Linked DNA regions of Gadus morhua: region 2 is linked to region 1. Evidence: chromatin contacts called from public Hi-C data. All regions are on one chromosome and are shown on one strand. Each heading gives the region's core, a stretch centred on a gene start, on an enhancer-like site or on the middle of the called end of the contact. The rest is flanking DNA. Distances are from core to core; before and after follow the strand shown. Region 1 holds the start of zfp36l2 (zinc finger protein 36, C3H type-like 2). Region 2 holds the start of haao (3-hydroxyanthranilate 3,4-dioxygenase).

Region 1 (5,563 bases), core at 1,351-3,850:
TCACCAAAAACTTTAACGTAAACAAGGAAACATAATGAAATAAATATCACATACGTTCTCTTAAATTAAGATCTTTTTTTTTTACTCATTTACAATAAAAAATAACTAAGTGAAGTTACAAAAAAAAAAAAAAAGAGGAAAAACAACCAAAATATATATATATATATTACTGTGAAAGAAACATACACTCCACTTTATGCAGATTAATAATGGCGATCATAATTTAAACATAAAAGAATATAGATCTATTGCTTCATCATACTTGATAAATACAGTATGGTCACAAATTACCAATGTAGCCTATACTTTTTCACAAGATAATAAATAAGTTAAATAGTCCATAGCAAGTCAGCACCGCTATGTAATCACTCGAACAGCTAAAAAAAAAATATATATAGATCCAACCATCAGCAGTGATTTCCCCCAAACCGACCAAACTCGAGTGCTTTTTAAACCAAGCAACAAATTAGACTAACCAAACAAACCACTGGGTGGCGCTATGAGACAATTCAGTTCTGGAATGGAAATTGAAGCTTTCAGGTAAAAAAAAAAAGTTTTTTTTTTTTTTTTACTTTGAGTCAAGGCATATTCTTGGCAGGATGGAAGAAATCTGAAACCGCTTACAGTCTCAACTTGTCAAGTCATTTTACACATCTATCCAAGGAAAAGTGTGTCTTGCCTGATAGAGCAAGGGGGCTGTTTCTAAATCACAGCCCTTAGGCAAGGCACTGGTGGAATGCCTTCTGTTGCTATCTACTTTATACAGCTATCATGTTACATAGAAAACAAAACTAATGCCAGAATATGGATAGTTCTCATCCGTTGCCGATAGCACGAACAAAAGATAGAATGATTTAGTCATCGGAAATCGACAGCCTGCTGAAGATTGGCAACCGTCTCCCAGCGTCCAAACTCGGTGACTCGGAGCCACTGAGACTCCCAGAGGAGCTGAGGGACCCGCTCGCATAGCTCTCCCGGTCGGAGAGGGAGTCGGGCGGGCTGGAGGGAGGCTCGAACACCGGCGACTCGTTCAGGCGGCGCATGGACTGCAAGTGGCTCATGTTGAAGGTGGGTGAAGGCGGGCACATGTTGCTCTGGAGGTTCCCATAGAAGGCGCCGTTGGAGTGGTTGGCAAAGGCGTTTGGGTTGTGCACGGTCAAAGGGGCCAGTAGGGCTTTTAAGTCCTGTCCCTGGAAGTTGAAGGCACTGTTGACGCAGGACATGGAGTTGGGCGACAGCGCGTCCTCGTAGAAGCTCGGAGAGCACGAGGACGTAGATGAAGGCGGTGGTGGGGTGCGCGACATGGGGCCATCGAGCATTTGAGAGTCGAGGCCATGGTGGGATGAGAATCCAGAGAAGCTGAGGCTGTGGTGGAGCTTTGGTCTTTCCCTCTGGTTATAGCTGGACTGGTGTGACATGGTGTCCCGCTGGCCGTAGCCGCACAGCTCCCGGGCAGACTTATTGTTGGGCTCCCCTTGCACGTTGGCGTTGGCCGGGGCCGGTCTACGCTCGTCGGCGTTGTGGATAAAATGGCACCGGGGCCCGTACGGACAGAAGCCAATTGTGTGGAAGGTGCGGCAGGGCTCGGTTTTGTACTTGGGGTGGCGAGACAAGCTCCGTAGCTCGTGGTAGCCGTGGGCGAACTGGCACTTTCGCCGTATTTGCAGGCGCCGTTCTCCTCGAAGGGCCTGCATAGCTCGGTCTTGTAGCGGGTCGAGTTGATCTGCGAGCCCGACTTCTGCTGTTGCAGATTGTGCAGCGCCTGACTGCGGTCCAAGCTGCGATCCACGCTCTCCTCGCTGAAAGCGCGGTCACGGAACTTGTTTTCCTTGTTCATGAGGGCCGTGGCACAGTTGCTGCCTGCCATATTCTCCTTTAGGCTGTTGTACGCGCTCACGGGGAACTTGTTGCCGTTGTTCATCAAGTCCATGTTGCTCATCGAGTTTCTGCGGAAAAATCCCGGCGAAAAGGAGTGACTGGAGTTCGAGGTGGGGACCGGAGCGCCCACCGCCTTCTTGTCCAGGAGGCTGTTGATGTGGATGGCGTTCATGTTCAAGCCCTTTTCCTGTTGCTGGAGAGAAAGAAGAAAACGTGGAAGTCAGTTACAATATTTGCCACCTTCCCCTGAAATAAACTAGTGTGGGCTAAGCCTCACGTGACATTGCAAAAATCCACAGGTTAGCTGAATTTAATGATCAGCACAAGGGCTGCGATGCAAGAAAATAGGCATGCATTCCAAGTTACGACTGTTAACCAGCACCGCGATTTGAAGTGGTGGAATGAATGGTTTGTAATGCATACCTTGTAAAGCATCTCAATGTCGTAGAACGTGGACAAAATAGAAGACATCTCCAAAAGTTTACTGTCGTGTTCTCTCGTTCATGGAGGATCGACCAGGATCCTTAAACGCGACTGGCGCAGAATGTGCCACGACTGGTGTATTTGAAGTCTTAAATATTGATGTGCAAGTCCAGTACTGGCAGCGAGTGAAAAAAAAAAGGACAGACGGGGAGAAGTAGTTTCAGGTTGTTATGATCGAGTCGCTTGTCCCCTTTGAGAAGCGCTGAACCAGAGTGCTTCACTGACCGCTCTCCGCCTGCACATGTATATAAACACAAGGTGGGAGGGGCCTTGTGGAGTTGTAGTTAAACTTTATGTGGGGCTCTTTTCTGAACACGCCACCTCCCCGAAGTCTTCCATTCACTGGTGGCGGGCCGCCTATTTTTACACCACGCCTTTGTGGAAACCCTATGCCAGCTCTCCCTTTTTCAGTTGTTTTTTCCCCCGTCATATCACCCAACGGATTGGAAGTTGGGTTTGATTTCGAGTAAGCGGTGAAATGAGTCACTCAAATAAAGTATGTTGTTAAATTGAATGGACTCTCATTTCAGAAGAAAAACATTTATTGTGGACGAAGAGTTTGTGCTCCCTCTCACCCGTTCGCCACCACACACACACAAACCCCCCGCCAGTGGATTCTGCGAGACCACAAGTATGAAGGGTAAAGTGTACAGACAGAGTGCAGGAGAATATTTAGAAGTCCGTGGTTGCGTAATCAACTCTCGGACTCAGTAACCACTTCGGCCAACTATGCACGGACCAATACGTTTCTCGACTCACATTACCTATTTTTGTAGGTTTTTATAAGGTCAAACTTTCAAATATTGAGGAAATAGATAAATTATATAGACTTCATGTATCAACATGTATTGTGAACAGATTTATTAAATGGCCTTATTAAGAATCCTTTCAAACTTCTAAAATCTTAACTCGGTTCCAACTAACTCTGCAGCACAATGAAGGAATGTGCGTTTCCACTGGAATATATCAGAGCGGAGCAAGACTGCCCCCATCAGAGCGAACTCTGCATTTATTTAGACAGTCAAGGGCGCCCCCTGCTGAGCGGTGGGCTTTGTAGAAGCATATCAATTCAAATAAAATATCTTAACCCTGATAGTGGCATTATGTTAAAACAACTTGTGTAGTTTCATGAAAACACCGACCTTTACCTTTTTTTATGGAAATGAATTCATCATTGTTTATCCTAAAGTCAGTATTCAGTTAAGGATGTAGGAGACAAACAAGCATTTCAACAAAGTACATGCATTCTTGTGATGTCATATAGTTCCAACATGTTTGGTAACCCAAAGCGTCTTCCACACAGAACAATAAGTTACAGCGTGGTCATACACAGTTAAGAGAGTAAGGAGATGGAAAACAGGAAAAATAGCATGGAGTGAAAAACAAATGACATAACAGCTTGGAATCCTACTACGAGCAACCCTAAAATTAGTGTTGGAACAGCCCTCAGCCTATTTCAGCTTTCGGGCCACTCGTGATGAATGACTTTTAATACTATAGGCACAGACACATGCAGCAAGAGAGATCCTTAAAACATGTCAAACTCCCAAAGGAAACAGTATCTCACTCCCCCAGACTCCGGCCACTTGCTCCAACAAATGTAGAATTGGCGATGGTAGCTCCAGGCATTCAAAACCTTACGTCACTTCTTCCACACTGAACACTGCTCTGAGAGGATAAGGGAGGCAAAAAAGTACAGTTGCGTCGATCTACACAGGCAGGAAATGTGGCCTTGTGCATACACAAACACACACACAGGACACTGGTCCATTGTCCAGTCCTCCTAATTATGTAAGCAGGAAGACTAGAGGGGATCATAAAGAGGAGCCTGCCCTCTCCAGGAAGCACTGCGCGCAAATTAAATATAACCGGACAATAACGGCTCACATAAACAGTGAAATTCAGCCACAAGCTCACAACAGTTGGAAACGTATACAATTATACATTCACCTGAAACGACCCGCCCGTTGTTCCTCATAACAGCTTCTCTCTAAGCACTCTTAGAGTAGTGCTTCAGGTAGTTGGCTGAAGGCTAAAGCCCTGCCAGGAGTACGCGTTTATAGAGAAGGACAGGGGCCCAGGTGCTGTGCGGAAGCAAAGCACAAGGCAACAGTGTATGAGCAATGCTGAATACAGAGAGAAGAATGGTCTCGACACGCACGCACGCACACGCACACGCACACACACACACACACACACACACGTTTTTGTTGCGTCTTAGCCAGACAATCAACTTCAGAAAGTTTTTATTATGTAAAAAGAGACAAGTACACAACATAACATGCGGATAACAGTACATTTCCGGTATGAAAAATCAGAAGTACAAAATAATCCAAATGAAAGCGGAGGTTCAATATTGACCAACAATCTTGCTGGCTTTTTTTATTTCAATTTGGAGTCTGTAAAGTATAAGTGTCGCTACATGCTCCTGATAGGCCACAAACATAACTTCCTGTTTTTAGGCTACAACCCGGCTGGCCTCCTTCATGAGGCTTCCTCTCTTCTGCTACATCAGCCTCTCCAGCACGTCCAGGGCCAGCGTGGCCCTCGCCTGCCGCAGCACCAGCCGTGCGTGCTCCACCGCGCACGAGAACTGGGGCAGTGGGCCCGGCAGGGCTTCCAGAGCCTGCTCGGCATCCAGGGTGAGGGCCTGCACCTGTATCCGCAGAGTGCGGAGCCGATCCTTGCCTGGCCCGCGGGACTCTGTGCCTAGGGTGGCGGTCAGGGCGATCAGGTGTCTGTGAAGCAGCCTGGCCCACTGCACAGGCTCCGCCCACAAGTTCAGCTCACCCTTCTCGAAGAGGAACTCGTCCTCCTCATCCTGAATGTAGACGGGCAGGAGTTAGTCGATAGAGTGTCCCCCACTGGGACTGAATGTACAATTAAACGCCCAATCATTAGCAATGAGAACCCCAGCCTTGCGGATTGTTGTTTTAGAAGTATGAAAAGGCGTCCCTCTGTGTAATCTTGTTCTGCAGACTCCCACCATTTCTATTCTACATCACGAGGACGAAAGTCCTTCTAGGGCTAGACAACCAAATCACAGAAACACTTCAATCTAAACGAAAACCAAACCAGATCTTACCAGACTTGAAGGAATTTCACTGGCGGTTTCCCGAGTGCGCTCCTCATCTCCCAGCAGCCACTCTGCCAGGGTCAGCAGGCCGGCCCGCTCCTGTCCCCACACCACCAGCAGAGCACA
Region 2 (5,748 bases), core at 2,606-5,105, 210 kb before region 1:
TTGTTTGTGAAAGAAGAGCATCTGATCAATGTATTTTCCTCTCTGGGTCCTGAACCACGAACAAGGCCACAGTACCCTTTTCTCTCAGCCATTGATACCTACAGCAGAAAAAAAGACACACTGTAAGAAATATTTCATACATCTCAATAAAATATTATTAACGCATCCTTCATGATTTCAGTACTAAAAGCACCGAGGCAGAGAAACACGAGTGTGTGCACGCAGACGCCAGCCAACAAACACACACGCATATATTTCATGTCCCACTCACTGGCTCTGCGCCGGAATAAGTAGACTGTCTCCAGAAGAAAGAGAAAATTCCTGATCGTCTATTGTTACTGTAGACGAGCCCTCCTGGGAAGACACACACACAGAAGAGAAAGAGAGAGAATAATGAACAAAGCAAGACAAAAGGGTTTACAGTTTGGGTCTTGCATAGACTGGCCATTGCTATATCCCTCTGGGATAAAACAACAGCGGCAAGCAAGGTTGTTATCGGTGACCTTATACAGCAAGAGACGGAAACATGGATGTGATTCACGCACCTGCTGCCAAATCCAAGCATCACTTTGTTTCATACACAGCTCTGTCTGCCCGGCTCCATACAGAATCACCTGCGGGGAACGTAGTTAAAGCATTTATACCGAGAACTTGGGGGGACTAGCTGGTAGTGGGTGAGGAAGATCCTGAGGAAGATCCTGATGATTGTTTTCTTAGGCTGGCTTTGTGAGGTTAATAAAGAGATGTATGAATGTATGAATCAAATTATAGAAAACAGAAGGGTTTAGTTGACCATGGTTGACCTCAGTCTCGAACTGCGCTCCGAACACGTCTATGTGGCCCCCGGCGGCCAGGGGGCCCCTCTGTTTATCAAGCCAGTCCTTGAAGCAGAATGGTGACATCACGTTCATGGTGTTCATGGGGAACGGAGGCTGCCGGAAGATTTCGTCTGATCGGCCACACACACAAACACACATTCACAATCACACACACACACACACACATACACACGCGCACACACACATGCAAACAACACTTGTGATACAATGGAGCCTCTTTTGGATCAAGCGCAGATATAAGAGCAGATTAATATGATCAAATTTCAACTAACTCACTTGGATCGGGTTTTCCTGTTTTGTGCTGATTCGTGGCAAAGAACCTGAGGGAGTCAGTTACTATGTTAGATAGGTGCACTTTCTCTTTGTTCTTAGGGATACTGTCAAAAACAAGGTGAACAGTCTAAATTGAAATTGGCCTTACTCCTTTATTATAGGCACCAGTTGCGTTCCTAGGTTCTGACAGAAGAACCACCTCTCAAACAGAATTTCTGTTGAATTGTCAACATAGTACCTGAAACCACAAAATATGTCGTAACCACTTTAAATTCAAACATTCTAGTCATATTTGATGAAATACTAGTGAATGTGATATTGGATATCATATTTGACAGGTCAATTGGCAAACATATCGTAATAGTGATATTATTATGACATTTTGTTATTGTTATTGTTGCTAAAAGATAGCAAATGCATGGTATTACCTAGTCTCAGATAGGGTCATAGTCTTTGCAGGTGGCTCACCTCAGGCAGTCCGTCTCAGTGGGTAGCCGCATCCTCTCCACCACCAGTCCTACAGTGTTGGCTTCTCTTTGGGGGGAATGGGGGATACGGGCCGGCAGCAGGAACATCTAAATATGGGCATAAGAACAGCCCAGCAATCGATTGGATGCCGGTACTAATGTGCTGAAGGGAATCATGGAATATTTAATTTTTAGCCTGTAAATGCGATAGTGTTTAGACTAAACTCTAAAAATGGAGCTCTTAATGTCATCATAATATTGTTCGGAAACTTTTTGATTGAAGATTTAATTTGCGATGCATAATCAGGAGTAACACCGAAACCGAATTACACATGCATACACGCACGCACCCAACCACAAATGCACAACAGCCAACTAACCAAGCACTCTCCCAACCACAAAAGCACAAACCCAACCACACGTGCACGCACCCAACCACACATGCATGCACACACTCACCTCTCCTTCTTTGATGTGCACATCCTTGTGTTTTCCATTTTCAACTACCTTCAGACACATGTCTCCTTTCAGCTGGTAGAAGATCTGGTAAGACAGAAATAAGATGTGATAAGAGACCAGCGACCAAAATTCTTCTGCCTATTTTGGTTGAGACAAACAAGCTATTGTTTGAGGGTCATTAATGTTGTTCAGATTTGTGCAGTGATATTGAACCCCTCTAGTGATTAGTGCATTAAATATCTTGAGTAAATTCTTAAACCAACCATCTTAATGAGAGAAGAACTATCGGTCGGTAAAGAAAATCAACTGAATTGATATTATATTGTCAAGTGTCATCAACACATCAATGAATATTATGTCAGTGTGCAGGTGAAATATTTCAGAATTGCCGGTGTTTATTAACTGGATTGAAGTGGCCATTATATATTTATACGATAACTATCAGAAAAAAATCTGAGGCATATTGTCCCACACTGATAGTAACTTATGCTTATTATATTATAGGCCTACAATATGTGTACAGTGTATATATATAACCCTATATATACTTTTATATCATATTTAGTTACTTAATGACTTAAATAAAATCAAAAAACAATCAACAACTTAATATCTATACTAAATGACGAAATAACGACAAAATAATATTAGTTCTTATCACAGGTATCTAATGTTTTGAGATGCATTTTCCTGCCTACCTAGATGTCCATTAAAGTCATCCACAGTCATGATACTTTGGGCCCATCAGATTATAAGGAATGCTCGAGGGGACTGTTTGAACAGACTTAAGTCAATATTTGCAACATTCTGTTTCAGGGAAATCGTGAGATTTTTAATTGATTGAATACAGAAAGAACTGAGAAATAAACAAGCATTTCAGTTCCAGGAAATGTTTGATTATTCAAAATTCTCCTGACCATAACCTCATTATCTTATATTATAGTATGAAATGTTTACTGTACATTTACTGTACATTGGTACTATATTGTATTTCAGACAATTATATTATATATTTAAATGGTCAGACTTTTCATATCCCTTTTTATTTTATCTTTAGTTGGATCTTGTTTTAGAATGTTCTATGCTAATAACGCCCTCTGAATTGGGTGAGCGCCTTGACTGAGCTGAGAGGGTCTCTTGCGGAGGGGGGTTCTCGGGGCCCTTTCTCTCACCTCTTCTCCTTCCTCGATGTGATAGTCTTTTCTTGTGTTGGGTCCTCCAACGAACATGACGTTCAGCTGCTGTTGGTGCCTGGGGCACAGAGAGTTGAAATCATTACAATACACATTGAACGCAACCGTTGTACCCCGCTGTTAATTATTAGCGTTGAGATACAACATTGACATGTTTCAACAGAACAAAAAGTAAGCTAGGCCTAGAAGCCAACTTTTATTTTCATAAAATGATGGAGAAAGTGCCAGAAATTACATGTCATTGGATGTGTTACGTGAGTTTATAAACAATGTGCTTCTATCAGGTTTGGTCATCCATTACATTGAATTAAGGAAGTGAAACATACTTTACTCACATTAGTTTGTTGCATACTGGTGGTAGAAAATCATTCTCATTATCCAAGATCCATTTGTTCACGTTGACAAACAGAGGACCTGCCGACATGATTGTGACCCACAACAACGCGTTTGCAACAAAATACAAGAGCTAGAAAAGGACTATGTTTGAAAGATAAAGGCTTTCTTACCACTTGCATGAAGTAACACTAACAGCAACACCTGATTTGGTTAGCAAATAAGTGCTTTATAGTCCTCTTGTGTGGCTTCCCCCAACATGCCAACAGTCCAATCGCAACGCTCTAAACTACGGGGTCACTCCCGTTCCTCATTATCTTCCCGCCCTGTATTCTCAGTATCCACCTTATTCCGCCATTGGCTATTGTTTTTAATTCAATTCGTTTTTAGTATAATGTCAAAGCATTAACTCAATCATTAAAAGATTTAGCAAATGCCTCGTGTCAAGTTTATTTTATTGACCCTCTCTGACAAAGTCATCACGTTTGTGTATAAAAATACAGATATACAAGTTAAAGTTTGGTATAGATTTGTAAAAATGAACAATATAAACAACATTTGATCCATGTATAACCATAGCAGCTGTATAAATACTCTCACACACACGCGGCTCATTAGACATGTGGTTTGAATCTTCCTGTGCACATACTGTAGCTGCTTGCCAGACTGTTCATACTTGAATAAACGGTAATCTCAAATGCAGCCTCATCCTTCCAAAAATCACGCCACACACTGGCATCAAACATTTGGGCAAGATGTTCCTTGAAGTCTCGATAATTTTTCGACCATAGTAGGATAACAACCACATTCCAGAATGCAGAAGTTGTGTAAGGGGGAAGGGCTTTGGTTCACAGAGACCAAAGGTAAAGGTTACCCTGGACTGTTTACCGAGTGTATGTCGACTGTGTGTCTGCTGAACTAATCAACACACGCACACGCGCATACTTGCATACGCGAACACACGCACACGCACACATAAACACACGCACTTACTGATTTTAAGGACTACGAACCTACGCAAATCACATATTTATTTTCCCCAAACTTTCATGCCGAGTGTGCCTAGTGTAATTTTTAAATTATAATAGACGATAGGCATAATGATGTTTCGTCATCATCTGCAATCAACAGATTAAGTTAAATTCATGTTGTAGAAACTGTTAAATCTATAGCATTGGCGTCCAACACCAAGGCTATATTACGAAGTAGCTGGCAATAGTATCTTAAATTTAATATTGGTCTGATACTTCAATGTATAAATCATTCATAAAGCTAAATTTGACCGGCTTTCAGCGAAGCTCCAGTGGCGCAATCGGTTAGCGCGCGGTACTTATATGACAGTACAATGTAGAGCAATGCCGAGGTTGTGAGTTCGAGCCTCACCTGGAGCAGATTTTTTAGCAACATCGATAATCAACCTTTTATTCCATGCCATTTTAAATTATGTCTGTTAAATAGCTGACGCTAACAATCCAAACGCGTTATCTCACAAAATCGCAGGGAATAAATCTGAGTAATTGTACCCTGTTCTTTGCCATTTTTAGCGTTCTCTTTCAGCACCTATGTATTGATTGTGAAACATGATGACATGCCCGGATATTGTTAAATTGCTTGATTCATTGTTTAAGTCTGTAATGTTACGTTATTGTGTTTTGTAAAATAGGAGTCCATTCCATCTTCTGTTTAAAATACACACAATATTCAATATTGTAAATTGTTGTATGGATATATATTTCATTACCAAATAATTAAGCAACTATTAATTTGCTTGAAGCTATTCAAATAAAATATAAATCGTAAGATCGAGACGCTATGAATTAGGCTACTCGCTAAAATAGTAGTTTATTCTTACTATCGATAGGAGGCAGTATTTCTCCATCAATCTTTTTTGCTAAATTATTCCCCACATTTCTTTGAAAAAAACATTTGCATAACCAATAGTTATTTATTTTCTGAGAATTCATAATCTGTTTTTTATGTTTTTATTTACCAGACATACACACATATTTTTTGTCTAAATATATAAACAAAATGATAAATGTATATAAAACACATTATCATGTAAATAATAGGTTGGAGTCATAAGTTCAGCTTATTATAGCTGACTATCATTCGTTCTTCATTTTATACAATGCGACATAAGCCAGACAGAAATAGATTAAAATGTGTACCAAAAATTACTCA

What was found. A called contact is a pair of places that touch in the nucleus more often than the background predicts.
Region 2: a Hi-C map of gill shows a contact between it and region 1, with 4 times the contacts expected there. The contact joins the promoter of haao here to the promoter of zfp36l2 in region 1. A contact is called at or near these places in 2 of 6 Hi-C or Micro-C datasets (gill and heart).

The regions. Positions count from the first base shown.
Region 1 is chr15:16,444,905-16,450,467 of gadMor3.0, reverse strand. It overlaps zfp36l2 (zinc finger protein 36, C3H type-like 2), which reads right to left and starts at 2,600. Exons shown (of 3, transcript XM_030378591.1): 1 at 2,302-2,600; 2 at 1,657-2,071; 3 at 1-1,654. The coding sequence starts at 2,349. The coding sequence ends at 855. thada (THADA armadillo repeat containing) reads right to left here. Exons shown (of 38, transcript XM_030378590.1): 37 at 5,447-5,563; 38 at 4,566-5,182. The coding sequence ends at 4,868.
Region 2 is chr15:16,652,782-16,658,529 of gadMor3.0, reverse strand. haao (3-hydroxyanthranilate 3,4-dioxygenase) reads right to left here and starts at 3,855. Exons shown (of 10, transcript XM_030379042.1): 1 at 3,567-3,855; 2 at 3,211-3,289; 3 at 2,039-2,122; 4 at 1,581-1,687; 5 at 1,261-1,350; 6 at 1,116-1,159; 7 at 804-949; 8 at 546-614; 9 at 272-354; 10 at 1-98. The coding sequence starts at 3,655. The coding sequence ends at 26. trnai-uau (transfer RNA isoleucine (anticodon UAU)) reads left to right here and starts at 4,862; the gene lies at 4,862-4,955.